2 separate regions of the Mus musculus genome follow, and region 2 is linked to region 1. A link is a contact called in public promoter capture Hi-C data. All regions are on one chromosome and are shown on one strand. The core of a region is the stretch at or near the end of the contact, and the rest is flanking DNA. Distances in the headings are between cores, read along the strand shown.

Region 1 (3,866 bases), core at 156-2,655:
TTCCCCTTAGCTGCTCTCCCTCAATTTAGCTCCGTTCTTAAAGTCCAGATTAAGTTCCCCTCCTCCATTGGTATGCCTTTGCTGCTGTACTGGCTAAACCTTTTGGTCCCAGGTTTCAGATTGTTCCTGGAGGGCTAGCTTTCTCCCTCAGGCTCCATGTTTGACTCCTTGAGGACAGGGATTTGGGTTTCTGCTCTCGTTTTCCATGGAGTTAGAGAGATGCCATTCAGTGCGTACGTGCAAGGCATATTTGAAGACATCCATCACAGCTATTCATTTAGTAAATGAGATAATGAAAACTCAAATAGTAGCCAAAGGTAAATCATTAATTAATTCCCTCATTCATCACACCTGTACCAAAGCCTCAGGGGCTGGGGAACCTGGGATTGCAGCTTGCCCGGAGAAGCCAGACGAGCCTCTTCTCTCCATTTTGAGGAGATCCTTAAAGTAAATAAAGGTCCATATAGGATCTCAGACAAAATTAACCCTGTATGTGTTACTGAATGTATTAGTAACCTTATATAGCACCAAAGAGAACGATAGCAAAAAACCCTTTAAAACCCACATTACAAGATGCTATTCTGCTCGTGAATTCTGCAAGGTTTCCTTGCAAATAATTGAACTTAGAATGTTTTAGTTTGCAGGAAAGAAATCGCTACGAGGATACACCTTCGCCAAGCTGTTGTGTGTTTAAAGAAATGGTTTATCAATTAGGTGGTTTTACCGTAAAACTTTTAACGCTGGGGTTGCCAAGTTCACAAAATATCAGGGCAAAAATCTTGTTTCTCACGAAAACGCGAGTATTTGAGTTTTCCGGGGGGATCTTTGAGGCTGTGCTGTCGCAGCACACCTTTGAAAGTCTCTTCACAGCTGTGGGAACCCGGCGGAGCCGATTCACTGCCCACACCATTTCTCGGTTGCTGTGTAGCTGGGGGAGCTGGCAGGGCGACGTTCCCTCTCTCTCCACCTTCTTTCATTGCCTGGGTCGCCCGGAGAGAATCTGGGAGCAAGGCTGCGAGGAGGGGGAGGGGCCGGCAGCTTCGCGTCTGTCACTCTTCCTCGCGCGTTTCGGAAAGTTCTGGGTCTGAAGTTGGGGGAGCCCAAGAGGCTTCATCCCCAAGTCTGCACAGTGGAGAGTGCACACAGCAGAACCCTGCCCTGGCGCCCTCGACCCCAGCGCGGGGCCAAAAGAAGAGTGAGGAGCCCGACCCAAGGCACCGGTTGTCATGGCAACCGGGGCGCAGGTCTCCCCAGAGACTCGGTCCCAAGGGAGGAGGCGGGGTGGGGCTCCTGGCGGACCAATGGGGAGAAGCGGAGTGCAGGGTCCCGGACCTGCGGTCCTGTCCGCGCGCGGGCGGGGTTGACTGACAGGGCAAGGGGCGGGGCCGATGCGTCGGGCCGAGGAGGAGCTGCGCGCCGTGAGGAGCTGGGCCGGGCGCGCCGCGGCGAGGGTGACACACCATGGTCACAGTTCTCCGAGGTCTCCGCGCCGCTGCCGAGCAGCGCTCCCCGGCTCTCCCGTCCGCCTCAGCCTCCTGGACAGCGCCGCGCGCGGGCGGCCGTCGTTGAGGCGCTGCGAAGTCGCGGCGGGCGGGCGGGAGCTCGGCGGGGGTCGCCGCCCGGCGATGCTGCTTCTGTCGCCGCCGACCCTCTCTGCGCACGCCCGAAGCAGCTCGGGGAAGAAGAGGCGGCGGCTCTCGGTGCCCGCGCGCTGCGCTCCGGTCGCCGCACCGGGGCTCCCCACGCGCCGGTAAGAAGCACGCGTGGCCGGACCCGGGGGGTGGGATGTGCGGGCCTCTGGGACGTCTCTTCGGCTCCCCTCGGTTCGGATGGTGGCATCCCTGGTGCGCCGAGGGCGGGGAGCGCGAGCTGCTTGCAGTTTAATCCTGGCTGAGACCCCCGAGTGGGAGGGAGCGACGGGCTGTGGGCCACAGCGAGTGACGCTGCCCCGTGGAGCTGGTGCGGACAGCCTTGCGCCGAGCGCGCGGTGGGAAGGGCTCCCGGAGTCTGTTTCTAATTTCTGTAAATGATTGTGGACATGGTGTGGTTAGAAGCCGCCCAGAAGAATGTGTCTGTGTAAGGGCTCCGAGAAGGGGGTAGGGACGGGGACAGGCTCTAGTAAAGTTTGCTTCTCTCTGCTGCAGGCCAGCCTTTCTTTTCTCCACTTTGCTCGATAACGTGAGCGCCGAGAGCTGCAAAGTTAAAAGTTAAGCCAAAGTCAAGGAACTTTGGAAATTTAATTTCCTTCTGTTGTGTATTGGAGAAGCGAGGATGGGGAGACATGGGAGCGAGTCACAGAGTGCAGGTTTCTTTCCCTGTGTAAGATCGACACCTCCCCGTATTTGCGACTAATCTTTTAGACAACCTTCTGTCATTTTCGCTTAATTGCATCTTTGAAATAACAAACGCGGTGACTTCATAGGTAGCTGCCTGGAGCTGAGTTTACCTTTCCGAAAATGGGGCAATCGGGTTTGTTTTCTAGGCGGGACATACAGAAAATGTGGGACACCTGATATGTGGGTTGAAGGACGCTGCTAACTAATTAGGAAGATTTAAAAAGGTCTGTCTAGAGAGCTTATTAAAGGACGGGAAGAAAAAAAGTACCTGTATTATGAAACAGGCGTTGGTATTTTCCCAAGTTCTTGAACCGGGTTGGCAGGGTCGGGGTCAAAACCTGCTTCATTTTCATTGGCTGCCAGTAGTGGTGATGAGGTACAAGTTATTTTTCACTTGCATTTTTTTTTTTTACTAAGTTCATAAAGATAGTGGCTCAGTAAATTAATATATTAATAGATAAGTACCGTATCGTATCATCCAGTCCCACATGTGTTTTGCAGTGTTTTTGGAACATCATGTTCTAAATTTGATGGTCTCCAGGTTTCCAGGGAGTACCTGTGGGGAGAAGGGAGGCAGCTATTAGAATTTAAAGGTAGAAACTATTAAGGCTTCATTAAGAAAGGTACATTTTATGGTGTCTTTCACTTTCAACGTTAGAGAACCGTGACCCTTTTCTACCATTGGATTTATCTTTGGATTTACACTGTCCCACCAACACTTTTCTAGTGGCATCCAAGCCCCCTCCCCCGCCTTTTGAGGCTGATTATCAACATCCAAAAATAAACAGTTTTCATGATGCCTGTAAACACACACACACACACACACACACACACACAAACCAGGGTCAGTTTGAAGGGCAGATTTGAATACCACAATAGGGTGTCAAAAGTTGTAAAACTTGTTTTATCTTCTTTTTTGTTTGCTTTTAGAGATGACTCTTAAGTGCAGGATTTCACCAGGAGAATTGGCTAGCCATTTATTTTGGAGTGTTTAATAGGTGTACTTGGGGGAGGGAAAGCATGGGTGGGGCAGGCCCTTATGCAGGCTAGGTGAGTGCTCCCACCTCAGAGCTGCAAGGAGCTGCATACTCTGCCCCTATGTCTTTATCTCATTGAGCTTATCTTTTATTTAAGAGAAATGAGTCTAGCCATGTTTCACCTTTAACAGATAAAGAATGGGGCAGGTGAGCAGTGTTTCGGACTTCAATAGCTGACTGCTTTTACATCTTATCTTCTTGTATCTGGGGGAAACTTCAACATAGTTATCCTTTTTCCTTCCCCCATTTCTTTCTGCCGTTTAAAAAAAAAATTAAGATGTGAACCACTTTCATAGTGTATTCAAATATTTAATCATCTTTAAAATCGAAGTGAAACCCAACCATACAGCAAGCCAGTCCATTTGTCAGCTCTTATTTTGGAGAGTGTTTTGGGAAGTCAGTACCTCTCCTCAGAACAGTGAGCTGTTATCAGGCCTCTGATGGAACCCATGACTGCACTTGGGTTCCTGTCACTTTAAAAGGCCCGGGAAAT
Region 2 (3,853 bases), core at 106-2,605, 120 kb after region 1:
GTGGGAGACCAGGTGTGGGCAGTGACTTCAGTCTGTACTCAAATTTTTTGTAGTTTAAATGTAAAGAATTGTTACATTTTACTTGGTCTTTCTAACAGCTTTATGGGTAGGAAAAAAATATTTCATTAGCATCTACCTATACATTACTTTGTTCCAAGTCTTACCCTTAAATCCGGAAAGCTGGGTTAATGAAAAGCCTAGTGAGAATGAAGGAGGTTTGCAAGGAAAGTTGGTGATGTCATCGGCTGGCTAGAGCCCTTGTTCTTGCAGAGGACCTGGAGTTGGTCTCCAGCACCCCACAGTGGCTCACAAAGGCCTGTAGCTCCAACTCCAGGGGATCTGATGCCCTTTTCTGGGCTTTTTGGGCACCTGTACTCAGACAAATACCCACAGAGAAATAGACACACATGCACATAATATAAATAATAACATAGCTGAATTTGATGACTCTAAATTTAGTTCTAATTTTCCTGATAGTAAAGGCAAAAAAGGAAATTGTGAAGTTGAACCATGCTGTGGAGTAAGGTTGGACCATGTAGAATTGTGCTGTGGAGTAAGGTTGGACCATGTAGAATTGTGCTGTGGAGTAAGGTTGGACCATGTAGAATTGTGCTGTGGAGTAAGGTTGGACCATATGGAATTGTGCTGTGGAGTAAGGTTGGACCATGTGGAATTGTGCTGTGGAGTAAGGTTGGACCATGTAGAATTGTGCTGTGGAGTAAGGTTGGACCATGTAGAATTGTGCTGTGGAGTAAGGTTGGACCATATGGAATTGTGCTGTGGAGTAAGGTTGGACCATGTAGAATTGTGCTGTGGAGTAAGGTTGGACCATGTAGAATTGTGCTGTGGAGTAAGGTTGGACCATGTAGAATTGTGCTGTGGAGTAAGGTTGGACCATATGGAATTATGCTGTGGAGTAAGGTTGGACCATGTAGAATTGTGCTGTGGAGTAAGGTTGGACCATGTAGAATTGTTCTGTGGAGTAAGGTTAGACCATATGGAATTGTGCTTCTGTGGCCAAAACTTCCAGCCCCGAAATGCATACATGTTTCATTCCCTCCAGTAGAAATCAACATGCCAGTTACTCAGGGAAAAAAAGTGTGTAATGGAGATGGTTGATTCAGAGACTATAGATGCTGTCTTCAGTACACATGGGGAATGAAGAAGGGGTGAGGGTTGCTTGTATATTCCTTCCCCATTACCAGTCCTCAGAAAAGCTATCGTAAGCTAAATAGCTATCGTAAGCTAAATGAGCATGTGCATGGGCCGGGGTCAGGGCGCACGGTGCTGACAATTAGGCTTCTTGCCTGGACTGAGGTCTGGCGTCTGTGCAGCTTGTATAATTTCGCTGTAGCACATCCACAGCGGTAATAATCTGCATTGACAGTCCCTGCGGGCTTGCTGTGCCCTTCACCATCCTAAGACTTCAGCCAACTTGTCACGTAGACTCCCGTCTGCTGGGCGCTGATGTTATGGCCTTTCCACAAATGAGAAACCAGAAATGAGCTCTGCAGAAGGCTGCAGAGCCGAAGAGCAGCGGAGCCGTGATCTGAATGCAGAGATAGACCAAGTTCCGGTCCCCTCCTGGCATGATACTGTTAACTGTTAGTACATGGGCCAAGCTTTGGAAAGGGTTGCTAGTAAGTGCTCTGTGATGATAGCACACACGTGTTTTGAGTTAAGTTCTCATAGACGAGAATGTGAATTTGTACCAACTCTCCATGAACTGTAAGAACTTTCTCCCTTTGAATTTCTAGAAGCCTCGCCTCACCAGCCAGTCTCCTGGCTTACGGAGGGACTCAGTTAATCTTTCTCTTCACAATTCCTTCTGAACCTGCTCAACCAAAGGGGGTTCAAACTTTAGTGAGAGCTGCTGCTGGTGGTGCACACCCTTAGTCCCAGCATTTGGGAGCCAAGGGCAGGCAGCTCTCTATGAGTTTGAGGCCAGCCTGATTTACAGAGCAAGTTCCAAGACAACCAAACCACACAGAGAAACCCAGTCTCAGAAAAAAAGAAGAAAGAAGATGATGAAGAGGGAGGAGGAGGAGGAGGAAAAATAAAAAACCCAGGAACAATAAAGAAAAGAAATAACTCTGGTCCAGAGTAACATAGTACAGGACCTGAAATTAACTTTATCTAATTTCATGGTAATTATCATGGCCAATGCTAAGTAATACAGTGTTCAAGAATAAATAAAATCCTACAATATACCGTGTTCAGCCTGACATCAAGGACAATTATAATATTTAAAGCTAGTCTTCCTGTAAGGTTCAGTTAGAATATCTACAAAGCTGAAGGTTAAAATTAAAATAAAAGTCCAGAGTGAGCATAAAAACAGAGCAGACAGAAAAACTCACTGGATGCATAAGAAGTAAACTGAGGAGAGACAGGGCCATTTCACTCAGTGTAGATAAACATTTCCAGGGTGCGGACTGTGTACATCCAATGGACAGGATATGGTCCCAACTGCCTTAAAAAATATGTAATATGCGACATAGAAATTTAAAAATAGGGGGCTGGAGAGATGGCTCAGTGATTGAGTACTGACTGCTCTCCCAAAGGTCCTGAGTTCAAATCCCAGCAACCACATGGTAGCTCACAACCACCCGTAATGAAATCTGACACCCTCCAATAGAAGACCACACAGCATCCACAGGAACTCCTGGGAGACAAGCATGTCCTAGTCAGGAGGCCTCACACACAGTCCTGTCACCCTCTCCTACGTAGACATGACTGGGTATAACACAGGCTTGCTTTGTGTAAAGAACTGGGCATTTCAAGTTAAGGTTTCTTTTTCACTAACAAGTAGTTGCAATTGCTGTAGTATGGTACATATTAATAGGAAAATATAATTATTTTAAGGATCTTGGAATAAGCCCTCCTGGTATTTATACTCGCCTTAATGTAGTTAAAAGGCCTCCGAAATGTCTTCATAATTAAGTATCTACCTCACAGATTCTCCAGCTCTACCTTGAATAGAACCTATAGGCAGATAACTTGAAGTTTGCATGGATGCTCCCTCAGGAACAACAAGTACAAAAGTATGTTGAGCATCAGCTATGTGCACAGACCTGAGGAAAGACACTGAGCTGGTGCATATGCTGAGGTACTGGCACCTGCATGCGGTCCCACCGGCTGTCCTGACCTGTCACTGCAGACACCACAAGGCTGAGGGAGCGAGGAGGCTGAAACGGGAGGGTGGCAGAGCCTCCTTGTGTGATCAGTACTCCTTCATCTCCTGCTGGCCAGCTTACCCTTTTCCCCATCTTTTCACCTCCAGGCGTTGCCCCGCCTCACCTTCTGTGACCCTCTGTTTTAGGACAGAGCAGTTGTTTGGGGCGTCCTATTCTGTCACCCCATTGATACCCAGGGAGAAGCTGTCACCTCTGTCAAGGCTGCAGCACTTCCTAGCATCACTCTGTAGGCCTGACACGTGCTTTGGGAACGCAGCTATTTGACTGATATTATTTTTTTTCCCTTTTATTATCAACACGGGTGTTTTTCTGACAGCAGCAGTCTGGCGCCATCCCACTTGCTGTCCTGCTGGCTCTCATAGCCACAGCCAGTGCCTTGTTTTATTTCCTCCAAAGCCTAATGATAAACGGCGACAGGAACACTCCCCAATAGACAGACAGTAGACAGTAGAGTAACTGAATAGAAGAATAAGTACTGAAGTCACAGTCAGGCACCTTTGGATCAGCAGGCTCTGTGGCTTCTAAATAGGGAGAATGTGCACGGGCACACACACAAACACACATGCACTCACAAACACCAAACCGACGCACGCATGCACGCACATACACACTATTAACCAGACAAGTGTTATAAAGACCTAATCCTGTTAACCCATTAG

Evidence for each region. Promoter capture Hi-C pulls out the DNA fragments that hold promoters and counts their contacts.
Region 2: a promoter capture Hi-C map of cranial neural crest shows a contact between it and region 1. The contact joins the enhancer-like site here to the promoter of Ptpn13 in region 1. A contact is called at or near these places in 4 of 39 promoter capture datasets (the HPC-7 cell line, cranial neural crest, liver and 1 more), 1 of 115 datasets of contacts at active chromatin or transcription factors (forebrain) and 3 of 9 other capture datasets (adipose tissue, macrophages and pancreatic islet).

What each region holds. Positions count from the first base shown.
Region 1 is chr5:103,423,787-103,427,652 of GRCm38.p6, forward strand. It overlaps Ptpn13 (protein tyrosine phosphatase, non-receptor type 13), which reads left to right and starts at 1,406. Exons shown (of 48, transcript NM_011204.2): 1 at 1,406-1,750.
Region 2 is chr5:103,544,161-103,548,013 of GRCm38.p6, forward strand. The region is part of intron 20 of Ptpn13 (protein tyrosine phosphatase, non-receptor type 13); the gene reads left to right. Among named protein-coding and RNA genes, the nearest start is that of Slc10a6, 83 kb to the right of the region's middle. Within about 2 kb of position 1,356, at least 3 of the 459 cell types and tissues checked have an H3K27ac peak or open chromatin away from gene starts, as enhancers often do.